Linked DNA regions of Mus musculus: region 2 is linked to region 1. Evidence: chromatin contacts called from public HiChIP or PLAC-seq data. All regions are on one chromosome and are shown on one strand. Each heading gives the region's core, a stretch centred on a gene start, on an enhancer-like site or on the middle of the called end of the contact. The rest is flanking DNA. Distances are from core to core; before and after follow the strand shown. Region 1 has its middle 19 kb from the start of Serpine1. Region 2 overlaps Agfg2 (ArfGAP with FG repeats 2).

The links. HiChIP or PLAC-seq counts read pairs in DNA pulled down with a chosen protein or histone mark.
Region 2: a contact with region 1 is called in a FOXA1 HiChIP or PLAC-seq map of pancreatic cancer cells. The contact joins two enhancer-like sites.

The regions. Positions count from the first base shown.
Region 1 is chr5:137,087,988-137,094,586 of GRCm38.p6, reverse strand. No RefSeq gene overlaps it. Among named protein-coding and RNA genes, the nearest start is that of Serpine1, 19 kb to the right of the region's middle. Within about 2 kb of position 2,901, at least 28 of the 459 cell types and tissues checked have an H3K27ac peak or open chromatin away from gene starts, as enhancers often do. A contact at or near this core is called in pancreatic cancer cells, where this site is marked.
Region 2 is chr5:137,668,945-137,675,543 of GRCm38.p6, reverse strand. All of the region lies in intron 1 of Agfg2 (ArfGAP with FG repeats 2), which reads left to right. Among named protein-coding and RNA genes, the nearest start is that of Agfg2, 13 kb to the left of the region's middle. Within about 2 kb of position 3,498, at least 213 of the 459 cell types and tissues checked have an H3K27ac peak or open chromatin away from gene starts, as enhancers often do. A contact at or near this core is called in pancreatic cancer cells, where this site is marked.

The DNA of each region.
Region 1 (6,599 bases), core at 1,652-4,151:
GTAAATGATAATAAGAATGTCAATCCAGGGAGCTGGCAAGAGAGCTTAGCAGATTTTAAAGTACTTGCCCTGCAAACCTGGTGACCTGAGTTCCATTCTTGGGACCCACAGTGGAAGGAGAGAACTGACTCCCTGAAGTTGCTCTCTGGTCTCCACATGCATGCAAGGCACACACATGTCCACGCTCATACATACAATGATCTGGGTGCTTTTGTAGCATTCAGGAGGCCTTATGTTTAATCGCCAGTATTGCATCACCACCACAATATTATTTATTTTAAAAGAAACTCATCACATTTAAGGGATACTCTGTAATTAACACGGCACACATCTACAGTTGTAGTCTCAGCACTCAGGAGGCTGAGGCAAGAGATCATGAGCTATAGGCCCAGCCTGGGGTATGGAGTCAGATCCTGTCTCATAAAAACAAAAACAAAACAAAACAAAAAACCATAGCACCAGTAGCTGATCATCACACACACACACACACACACACACACCGCACACACAGTCCTGTCTGCACAGAACAGATACTGGGCCTAACTGTCTCTCCAGGATAGGAAAGCTTTGTCCAGCCAAACCCTACCGCCTTCCACCTGCTGCGAGGCCCCTGAATCAGTCCGGAAAAGCAGTCAGCCGTTCCAGACACAACATGACCTCTCACCTGCAAGCCCCCTGGGATTCTCAGAAAGAGTAACTGGGAGTTTCCAGAACCTTCCATCCCATCCGCGCCCTCTCAAGCCCTGCTGCCCATCTCCACACTCATTTCCCTGAGTCTGTGAGCCACTTCTAACACCAGACAAGAGCAAAACAAATGTTGGCACGCCATTTCCTGACGAAATAACAGCTGGGAACTAAAGTCCTTTGAGATCAGCTCCAGTAATTTAAGTTTGGAGATAAGAGAAGCAGGGTAGTGTCTGTGTGTGCTAGTCTACAGTGGGACCCTTCCATCTACACAGTGGTGGCTGCGTGTGCTAGTCTACAGTGGGACTCCTTACATCTACACAGTGGTGTCTGTGTGTGCTAGTCTACAATGGGACCCCTTCCATCTTCACAGTGGAGTTTTATAAAGACATAAAGAGGGCCAGGGAAATGGTCCAGTGAGTAAAGGTGCTTGCTGCCAAGCCTTATGACCCAAGTTCAATCCCTGGGACAGACACGGTGAAAGGAAAGAACCAATTCCCAAAAGTTATACTCTGACCTCCGCAGGCATGCTCCCCCACAATACATACAATAGCTATACATTAAAAAGGTATCTAAGAAAGAAAACTAAGTTGGGTGGAATGATACAGTCCTGTCATCCCAGCTTTTGGGAGACAAGGCAGGAGGATCATGAGTTCAAGGCCAGACTGTGCTACATAGCAAGACCGTGTCTTAAAAAGATAAACAATAGGGGCAAGAGAGGTGGCTCAGTGGTTAAGAGCACTGGCTGCTCTTCCAGATGAACCCAGGTTCAATTCTCAGTCCCTGAGTGGCAGCTCACAACTGTCACACATGTAACTCCAGTTCCAAGGGATCTGATACCCTCTCACAGCCATGCAGGCAAAACACCAATGCACATAAAATACAAATAAATAAATTATAGAAAAGGCAAGCAATACAGCAAAATTATATCATTTTCAGAAATATGGGTGGGACTGGAGGTCACGAAGTGAAGTAAGCCAGACTCGAGAAGACAGAAGTTCTGTGATTTCTCACAGATGTGGAATTCAGATACCTTTAAAATCAGACAATAGAAGCAGAGCTGCTTGAGAAAAAAGGGGGTTCAGTGTGGGGGGAACAAGAGAGTAATAGAGCATGACTGACCAAAGCACATGATACACATATGTGAAGAAGTCACACACACACACACACACACACACACACACACACACACACACACACACGCATGCACACTCACATGCACGCACACATGCACGTGTTCCACTAAGTCAGGGGCACAGCTGGGACTGTGCATGTGTTCCACTAAGTCAGGGGCACAGCTGGGACTGTGCTTAGCGGGTGGAGTGTTCGCCTAGCATGCCTGAACCCCTGGACTGCATCCCCCATCCTGCATAAACTGGATGTGTTGGTGTAAGTCTGAGACCTCAGCGCTGGGAGGGATGAGGTCAAGGCCATCCTCTGAGGCGTAATGAACTAAAGGCCGTTCTGAATTCTAAGGCTCTATCTCAAAAGCAACAACACCAGGAACAGGAGGGGTATCTCAGAGATCAAGGGCTTGGCTGCTCTTCCAGGGGACCTGCATTTGAGTCGCAACATCCACGTGGAAGCTTACAACTGCCTGTAACTGTAGGCCCAGGGGATCCGGTGTCCTCTTCTGTAGGCATGGCACACACATAGAACATCTACACACCTAAAAATTAAATTAAATTAAAATTTAAAACAACAGCAATAAACAAATACATGTGGTATCTGCACTTGGGAAGCTGAGGCAGGAGGATTGTGAGTTCAAGGCCATTCTTCAACACAAGGGAGACCCTGCCTTGAAATGTATCATTTTGTACACGGCACATACACTTAATAATGAATAAATCTTAAACATTTTTTTTACAGCAGGGTTCAGACTGAGAAGGAAAAGCCCATGTTTTCTGAACCCCGAAGCCTGCTTCGGCTGGTTTCTCCAGTCCACTGGGGATCCCTCTGAAGGAGCTGGGCCTCGCACTTCCTGAGACAGCCAGTTCCTTTCAGGACATTAGCTGTTGCAGGCTGAGGGTTCTGCCTGCAGGAGCTGAGCTGCAGCTGACCTGGGCACACCCGGGGCTGTCTGGATCTGGGGCCAGATACAAGGGCACAGTGAGCTGGCAGGCCAGGCTGCACCCTGGGAGTCGAGGTTTAGGCTGTGAATAACAGGGCCCTCATCGGCTGTCCTGGAAGAGCAGGAGGAAGCACCTGGAACTGGCGCTGACTCATACAGCAGGTTGGGGCAGGCGAGTGACAGGCAGGGACCAGAGAGGCTCTGCCAGGCTCCCCTGTGTGCCAGCCTCCATCAGGGCTCTCCCATGTTCAAGCCCCCCTCCTCCATCTCTACCCTCCATGCTCCATATTCTTCCTACACAGAGGTCAAGTCTGTGGAGTCTTTCTTGCCTAACCCAATCTCAATATCCCCTTGCTGAGTTCCCTCTTGGAAGACATAACTGTCATAGACTTCTCTAGACGCTTCTGTTTTTAAATGCTTGTTTGGGAGCCAGCAGGCATAAGGAGTAGGGTGAACAGGGATAACATGCATGAGGGCCTGAGTTCAAATCCCAGCACCGACATAAAAGCCATGCACAGAAGTATATACAAGCCCAGCACGCCAGCTCTGAGACAAGAGGTTTCTGGGGCTTCTTAGCCGGCAGAGCTAAGTCAGGGAGCGCCAGGTTCAGGGAGAGCTCAGAGATCCTGTGTCGAAGATGATTGTGGAGAGGCACCAGGCAGAGAAACGTTTGTCACACAAACCTGAGGGCTAGAGGCCGGCTCCCCAGCCCCATCCTCAAGTGCCAAGTGCTTGTGGGGGCTTGGCTGTAATCCCAGAGTTCTGGAGACGAGGATGTCTAATCTCTGCAGTGAACTGGCTAGCTAGATTAGTGGCATCTGCAAGCTCAGAGCTCAAGTAAGAGACCGTGCCTCAAAATATAAACTGAAGATTGAGAAATGATGACTCCTGGTATCAGCCTCCAGCCTTAACACATACACGTGGACACACATGCACTCACGCGCACACACACACACACACACACACACACACACTGAATAAAATGTAAAGTTTTTTTTTTCTTTTTCAAGACAGGGTTTCTCTGTGTAGCCTTGCCTGTCCTGGAACTCACTCTGTAGACCAGGCTAGCCTTGAATTCACAGAGATCTGCCTGCCTCTGCCTTCCCAGTGCTGGGATTAAAAGTGTGTGCCACCATTCCCCAGTTCATAAAATGTGATTTTTAAAACCATTTAAATATACCAAGTAAGGTGTTGAATGATAAAGGAAACACCCAGTATCAGCCTTCTGAGCTTACACTTTTGTACACACATGTGCCGAACACAAACATAAACAAATAAATGTTAAAAAGAAAAAGATTAACAGTTTTAAAACATAAGACCAAAACATCTAAATGTTTATTCTTTCCCTCCATAGACTCAGAGTCTCTCTGGGTCCCACCCAGGACAAAGGAACACTTTCCAGATGAAATCATTTTAATGACCTATTTTAGTCCAGCCATACCTCTCTCAGTGCGTCTCCAGCTATGACCTTCCTAGGAAATTGACTGAATTCTTTCCGGTCCCTGAGGTCTATACTGAATCCAGCCCTGGAGCTACCAGTGTGACAGAGGCCTCTGTCTTCAGCCTCTGCCTCGGGGCAGCAAGGACTTGAAATACCACACCAGCTGCCGTCACCTCCATCCCAGATGCTCCTAGTCAGCTATAAAACAAAGTCAAACCCTAAACACCCATGTCCTAGAATTCTGATGAGAATCATCAGATTTTTCTCCAGATATTTCTAAAGCTCCTGGAAAAGGCCCTAGAGAGATGGCTCAGTCTGTTGTAAAGTGCTCACTTGCTATGCAAACTGGAGGACTGGGATTCAATCCTCTGCACCCACCTGAAAACCAGGCATGGTAACACACACCTGAAATCCCACCCCTGGGCAGACAGACAGGTAGGTCCCAGAAGCATACTGGCCAGTCAATCTGGCAAAATCAGTGAGTTCCAGGTTCAGTTGTTTAATTAGAGACCCTATCTCAAGCAGAAAGGGGAGGAGGCAGAGGAGGCAGAGGAGGAGGAGGAGGAGAAGAAAGAGGAGGAGGAGGAGGAGGAGGAGGAGGAGGAGGAGGAGGAGGAGGAGGAGGAGGAGAAGGTGGCAGCTGGAAAGCTGGCTCAGTGGGTAAGATCACTTCTTGTACAAGCTCGAGGAGCTGAGTTTGAACATTTTACCTACTAGTCACAGAGATGTTAAGTCAGATGAAGAGGTTGTCAAGAAATAGCTATAAAGTCATGCGGTGGTGGTGCACACCTTTGATCCCAGCACGCAGGAGGCAGAGGTATGTGGATCTCTGAGTTTGAGGCCAGCCTGGTCAACAGAGTGAGTTCAAGGATAGCTAGGGCTACACAGAGAAACCCTGTCTCAAAAGAAACAAAAGAAAGAAGGAAGAGCTATGAATGCCCCCCAAATAACTGTGACATCACCTCTTCACAATCCCCAACTTCCAGTAATTCTGAGGAACCTTCAATATTCTGGCTTCTTCAAAGAGGTTTGGTCACAGCAAGATACCAATCCCTCTGTGCATCCATTTCTTTATACATGGAATGGGCAGTGAACCACGCCCACTCTGAGCACTGTGATGAAGAAATGATGGGTATGAAGCAGGATCTGGCCAAAGCACTGGCCCACATGGTTGGTGTCAAAATGTGGGGAAGGTGACCACCAAATCTTAAAAATTAGTGGATTTTGCATAGAGGAAAATGGCCACACTGACAAAACGACCAAACACCATTGCAGACTTTTAGACACAAGTTTACTCACTCTGGGTATCAGTCCTTCAGCCTGCATTTGTAAACTGGACCTCATTAATGTTAGGCAAATGCTCTACCACTGAGCCACACCCCTAACCCCTCACTGGGGGATTCTAGGCAGAGGCTCTACCACTGAGCCACACCCCTAACCCCTCACTGGGGGATTCTAGGCAGGGGCTCTACCACTGAGCCACGCCCCCTGCCCCTCCCTGGGGATTCTAGATAGGGCTCTACCACTGAACCACGCCCCCAGTCCCTCACTGGGGATTCTAGGCAGGGGCTCTACCACTGAGCCACGCCCCCAGCCCCTCCCTGGGGGATTCTAGGCAGGGGCTCTACCACTGGGTCACACCCCAGCCCCCCACTGGGGGATTCTAGGCAGGAGCTCTACCACTGAGCCACGCCTCCAATCCCTCCCTGGGGGATTCTAGGCAGGGGCTCTACCTCTGAGCCACGCCCCCAGCCCTTCACTAGGGGATTCTAGGTAGGGGCTCTACCTCTGAGCCACGCCCCCAACCCCTCCCTGGGGGATTCTAGGTAGGCCTCTTATATTCCTTCTTCAGTTTTGAGGCTTTCCTCCTTCCTGATCTACTGCGCCCTTCCTGAAAGCACACTGTGCCTGAAGCAAGCTATGCCTGAACCCTGAAGGAAGAAAGAGCTGGCATGGTGGCATATCTGTAGCCATGTAATGCCATGACTGGGGAGCCTGAAGTGGGAAGATCAGGAAGAGTTCAGTGTCTATCTGGACCTTGTCTCCAAGAGAAGAGGCTGGAGAGTCAGTTACATGTCTTCTTTAGTTCCTCAGATGGCAACTGTGGGCTAGCCTCCTCTATCCATCATGCAGTTGTCTGGGTTTCCCTAAAATCTACAACTGTCTTCTTGGTCGCTAGAAGCGACCTCAGCATTGTTGTCTCTGGCTGTGCTGTCTTCCACACTTGAAATTCTGTACCCAGATGCTTCTTGGGTACACCGTGGGACTTACTCTGACCCCTGTGACCCTAGCTCTTTCTTTAAAGTATATTCATTTATTTCATTGTGGGGAGGGAGATGCATGCTGCAGCATGCATGCAGAAGGCAGAGAACAAACTGGGAAGTTGGTTCTCTCCTTCCACCA
Region 2 (6,599 bases), core at 2,249-4,748, 580 kb before region 1:
GCATGTAACCGGGAGTCCACTGTTTCCGTCTCCCTGGGGTTGAGACTACAGTGGCAAGCCACCACATCCAGCTCTCCTCATGTGGCTTCGGGGATCGAACTCTGGTCCTTGTGTTTGCTGAGCCTTTCCCCTGACTCCTTAGATGATCCTTCGTATTCACGCTTTCTTCAGAGTCCCCATGGGTCAACCACTGTGTGGAAGGAGAAATGCTACGTATCTTTTTTGTCCACCAAAGCAAGCCGTGCTTCTGTGCCCCGGCTGTCAGGTCCCCCTTTACTGCTTTGGATCTCAGGGATGGCCACCTTTGACTCCTGCCTAGCTTTACTCTGACCATGGCAGTCAGACTTCACTCGGGCAGTCCTCCAGGGAGGTGTCTACAGAGATGTGTTCCTTTGAAACCAGCCCCTGAATTACACGTGCCTCAGTTTCCCTACCCGGCCTGCCAGAAGTGGTTCTTGATGAAGATCCGTCTCTTGGCAGACTGAAGGAAGGTGTAACCGGCTGTCTGTCCGTCCGCTGATTCAGTACTTTTCCATCTGTTTGAAGTGGAAACTGCATTTGTACCTTGCCCTGTTTATTTCTCTGTGTTCCCTCCTCTCCTCCCTCATCTCTCATGGGCACCTTTACTGGGCAGAGGTAAATGGCACAGTTTCATTGACTTATTGATTTAGCCTTATGTGTATGGGTGTGCGTGGGGGTGCGTCTGTGTGCTGATGTTGTTCCTCAGGCATTCTCCAGCTGGTGGCTGTTTTGTTTTGTTTTGAGACACTGTCTCTCTGCATAGCCCTGGCTGTTCTGGAACTCACTCTGGTAGACTAGGCTGGCCTCCAACTCAAGAGATCTGCCTGCCTCCGCCTCCTGAGCACTGGGATGAAAGGCGTGTGTGCCATCATGCTTGGTGGCCTGGCTTTTGTTCTGGACATCAAACTCAGGTCCTCGTGCTAATTAATCAATCACTTTACCCCCGATTTACTTATTTGTTATATTAGAGGTCCATGAACAACTGGAGAGATGGCTTAGTGATTAAAAGCAATGACTGCTCTTCCAGGGGTCCCAAGTTTAATTCCCAGCAACCACTTGGTGGCTCACAACCATCTGTAATGGGATCCGATGCCTTCTTCTGGTGCATCTGAAGATAGCTACAGTGTACTCACATACGTAAAATAAAAAAATGAAATAAATAAATACGGGATGCAGAAGAAGGTAAAAGGAAGCCAGGCATGGTGGCCTAGGTCTGAAACCCTCACAGGAATGACTTGCAAGCTGAACGCTAGCTTGGGCTACCTAGCTCCAATCTCAAGAAAGCAAATGAAAGGCTAGTAAGCTGGCTCATGGAGTCCTACCACCAAGCCTGAGAACCTGAGTTTAATCCCTAGTCTCTCTAAGGAGGAAGGAGACTCCCTAAAGTTGTCCTCTGGACCTCCACAAGCACTCTGGGGCACATGTGTCCCTCCCCACACACCAGGAATACATAGATAATAAGGGAGCCTGTGAGGTGGGCCAGTGCACAAAGGTGCTTGTTATCAAATAAATAAATAAATAATAGATGGATGAATGGATGGATGGATGGATGGATGGATGGATGGATAGATAGATAGTTTTAAAAACAGAACAAAGAAAAAGGAGCTGGGGATGGTGGCACACCCCTGTGATCCTGGCACTTAGGAGGTGGGAAAAAGAAACAGGTGACAAACAGAAACAAGGAGGGGAAATGTGCAAAAGGCTTGAGGGAGAGGAGCCAGCAGGGCTGTCAGATGCGTGCCCAGCTCTGCACAATGGGAGTGTTGTTTATCTTCACAGTTGAACAAGGAGTGAAGTGGATTGAAGAAGAATTTATGTCAATTTTTGAAATTAGTGAAATTGGTCGTTGAGCAGGGTCGGGACTGTTGAGACCCCTAGCAGGGACTTCTTGTTATTAGTCAAAGAAATGAACTCAGTGGCTGATGGAGCCTGCTCCTGAGCCTGTCCACCTGAGTTCAAGTCTCAGGACACTTGTGGGGAGAGAGAAGGGACTCCTACCTGCTGCCCTCTGACCTCCACACGTGTGCTAGGGCACACGCTACCTAGATTGATGAAAAAGGCTTATTTATTTGTTTGTTAGAAAAGAACTGAACGGGTTTGGCTATCCTTTGATTACAAGGAGCAGAGTGGAGCTTCTAGCAGGAAAGAGACCCAAATCCAGGTTGTATGAATCCGAACACAGGCGTTCAGAGGAAAGGACTTCCCGAGTTTGAAATTGGCACTGATGTGAGGAGTTAGCTGCTGGGTGGAACTGGTTTTTTTCCACTGTTGACCTGACAGAACCTTCTTATCTCAGCCTCTCAGCGGGTTTGATGCTTCCATGGATCGAGATAGAAGCAAAAATATAGGCCAGCTTGACAGTGGCAAGGTGTGGTAGGGTGGAGATACTTGTGTGTTTAGTGTTTAATAAAATCAAAGGGGAGGGGAGAGGGACAGCAAGAGGCCTGGGAGACTGGTTGTCTGTACACGCAAGAAGTTGCCTTTGCAGAGCAGAGTCTTTTGGATGCTATTAGGAGCCTGGTTTTCAAAAGAGACCGAGAGGGAGAGGAGGGGCTGGGGATGAAGCTGGGTTGGTAGGATGCTTGCTAGCATGCAGGAAGCCCAGAGGTTGGTCATGAGGTCATAAATTGGGTATGGGCTACCAAGGGTACACCAGTATAACCCAGCATTGGGGAGGTGGAGGCAGAAGATTCCAGCATCGTCCTCTGCAATAGAGCAAGCTCAAGGTCTAGCCTAGGCTACCATACTTCAGAAAGAAGTAGGAAGGGAAAGGAGTGAATGTAGGTAATAACACTGACTTAAAGCTCAAGCCATAGTAGTCAGTTTGCTTTCTATTGCTTCCTCCGGGGGATTCAGAGATGCTCAGTGGGTAAGAGCTCTGAGCTCGGATCCCCAACACCCATGTGAAAAGCTAGGCATGTACATGTAACAGTAGCAGTGTGGGAGATGGAGGCAGGGGGATTGCTGGGATTTTTCTGGCTGCCAGCCTCGCTCCAAGTTCAGCCTTGGGAATAAGGCATCAAGTGATAGACCCGGACTCTAATGTCTTTCCCCAGCCTCCCCACAGGCTTGCATGTACACACACACACACACACACACACACACACACACACACGCAAATAAACTAATTTAAGTTAATTTAAAATGATTGCCCTATTCAGGCTGGGCAAGTAAATTTAATTCTGAGTTTGTCTGGCATGGGTGTGCCATCACACAAGAGTAGTAGCTCCTTCTCATTTGGGGGTGTTGTGGGGAAAGACCTGAGTTTTGTTGGGGACACTGGATGCTAGCCAGAGGGTTGGGTCTGTTTCATTCCAGGCCAGTGAGTCACATCTGGCCCATCACATGACCCTGAAACTCACATGACCCTGGACTGGACCCAACTAAATGCAAAACACCTAGGCCACTGCTGGCAGGAAAGGGTTTCTACATCTGTGTTCCTAGCCAGCAGTAGCCTCCGTATGATTCAGAGAGACATCGTCTGACTCATAGGCCCTCTTCCCTGGGCTGCAGCCTCCTTCTGGAGTGTTCTCCCTGCCCCCCAGACTGACTGTGGTTATTCATAATCGAGTCCCCAGACACCAAGGTCAGAGCGGTGCTCTCTGTCCTGTACTGCAGAGACATCCTGTTCCCTTCAGATACATTCAGGCCCTGTGTTTTCCAATTGCTTCCCAGCCTTCCTTCATCTTCCCCTCCCAAAACGCCCCTCCTAAAACACCCCTCCTGTCCACACTCGGGCAGACGGTGAGTCTGCTGCTCTATGCAGTCTGCTTTTGATTGATTCCTGCCTGAGTTTCCCCTCCCTCTCCTTCCCCTCCCTGTCCCCCTCACAAGGAAGCGCCTCTGTGTTTACAACTGCTAACAGTTCCTGGTTGTCCTTTTCAGGAAATGTCAGCGACCTTCTTATGATGGGTTTAGAATCTGCTTTTCTAATGTAAACATAATAAATTTCACTGTTCCCATGACCAGTTCTCTTCCTTTCCCACTGCTAACATCCTGAATCATTCTCCCTAATCCATCAAGTGTCCAACTGGATGGCATCTATTGCAGTGAATACACTTGGCTTCCTGAGTCCCCACCCGGTGTGTATGTGTGTTTGTGTGTGTGTGTGTGTGTGTGTGTCTGTGTCTGTGTCTGTGTGTGTGTGTGTGTGTGTGTGTGTCTGTGTGTGTGTGTGTGTGTGTGTGTGTGTGTGTGTATGCGCGCGCGTATGCATGTGGAGACCAGAGGTCAATTTTGAGAGTCATTCCTCAGCTACTAGAGTGGCTGGGCTATAGCTCATCTGGTAGAGTGCTCATGCCCTGTACATGATGCCCCTAGCACTGTATAGCAAGGCACATGGTGGTCTCCAACACTTGGGAAGTGGAGAGACAGTGGGATTGGGGGATCAAGGCCATCCTCAACCACAAAGCAAGTTCGAGGCCAACCTGGACCCTGTCTCAAAAATCCGAGACGGAAGCGGGCTGCCTCAGACTAAAAACCAAACTAAATCAAGTCATTAGTGAGCAAGCGCTCAGAGAAAGACTGCCTGGGAAACCTGATCCCAGCAGACTCCAGGAGAGATCCTATTTAAGAGCTATTGTTTGCTACAGGACCCAAGTTCTGCTGTCTGCTTCCCTCTCATCTTTCCTTAGATGTCACCCTCTTGGATACTGCTTGTCATTTTATAAGGGCATCTGGAGAGTCTTTACTCAAAAGTCTAGTGGCAGAGTGGCTGGAAAATGACCTCGTCTGTAGCCTCCTGTGTCCCAGCCCTCTCTAAAGCCCCTTAAATGAGCAATTTATCACCCAGAAGAAGCCAGCCTTCACTGTTCACTCTGTGGCTTGGCATCTGCCCTGTCTCCACGCTCTGCCATCACTTATGCTGGCATGGTCACGGCCAATTCTTCCAAACTTGGCACGGATACCTTCATGCTGTGCATGCTACCTGTGAGTGTGACTATATTTTCCTACTTATATCTTTATTTTATTATTTTACATGTATGGTATGTATGTATGTATGTACATACATACATATATACATGCCTGTATGTTTGTGTGGACCATGTGGGAGTAGTGCTATCTGAGACCAGAAGAGGGCATCAGATCCCCTGGAAATGCAGATGGTTGTGAGCCACCATGTAGTTGCTGTGAATTCAACCCAGGTTGAACTCTAAACCACTGAGCCTTCTCTCCAGCCCCATATCTTCATTCATTTATTTTTTGAGACAGGGTCTCATATTCCTGGCTGGCCTTGAACTTGCTATATAGCCAAGGATGGCCTCCTCCACCTCCCCAGAGCTTTGGTCATAGGTATCTACCACCACACCTGGTTTATACAGTGCTGGAGACGAACCCAGGGCTTCATGTAAACATCCTACCAACTAAACTATGGTCTGAGGCCCTACCTGGTATTTCAAAGCCAAAGGTGCCTCGATATCAGAGACTTTCTTGCGTGCCTCTGTGGTCTTTTACTTCCTGGTCTAATTTCTTTGTTTTGGCGTGGCTGCCTTTGTTTTAAGATGAGGGCAATGCTCTAGACTGGAGTAAGATTTAAAGTCTAAAGCAAGGAAGACCTGGGGGCTGGTGAGATGGTTCAGTGGGTGAGGGCACTTAGACCTACGGTGGGAGGAGAGACTGGAGTCCTGCAGGTTGTCCTCTGACTTCCACTCGTGCGTGGGCCATGAAGTGTGCACACGATGAATAATTAAATAGATACATTTAACTTCAGAAGGGAAAAGGGGGCTGGAGAGATGGCACAGCGGTTAAGAGCTCTGGCTGCTCTTCCGGAGGTCCTAAGTTCAATTCCTAGCAATTACATGGTGGCTCACAATGATCTGTAATGGGATCCAATGCCCTCCTCTGGTGTGTCTGAAGACGGCCACAGTGTACTCACATATAATAAATAAAGCTTAAAGAAAAGAAAGGGGAAACCATGAAGTGCTCACCTAGCTGAGCCTCTGGTTTCCCCATTAGAACCTCAGAAGGGCAAGTGGATAGGTAAGAAACCTTTCTGTTCTAATGAAATCCCCACACGCGGTCTGTGGACAGACCTGGCTCTCCGGGGAGCTAACGGAACAGGCATGAGAACATGGCTGTGGCCCGTCTTTCCATCTCATGGCTGAACTTTTAAATTTCTTCCTGCTTTGTTAAAAGCTCTCGGAAGAGGGACGCCTGGGATGTTTCTGTTCCAGATATGACTGCCTGAAGGGGGTGGGCTGTCCATTCTTCCCACAGCTCCATTCTTCTGCTAAGGGAGCAAGGCAGCTGGCTTTCGCATACCCACCCTTCTCGACACAGCCTTCTCTCGGTACTGTCAGCAGCATTCGTCAAGGGTCCCTTTTCTGCCAGACTTCATGCTTGGCAAAGCCCACGAGATCTCTGGACGTGTCGCCATAGATCTAGAATAACAGCCAGAAATGGGATGTGGCTGAGTGTCTCGGCTCCCAGAAGTCACCCCCTCAGCCAAACGCTGAGCACCAGACAGGATCGGAGCCAGCCACTCTGCCTCCTCCTCCCAAGTCACTGACAGGATCACAATGTGTTTGTCTCTCTTCTTGTCTCTCCTTTGAAGTTTCCAGAATATTCTCATTTATATT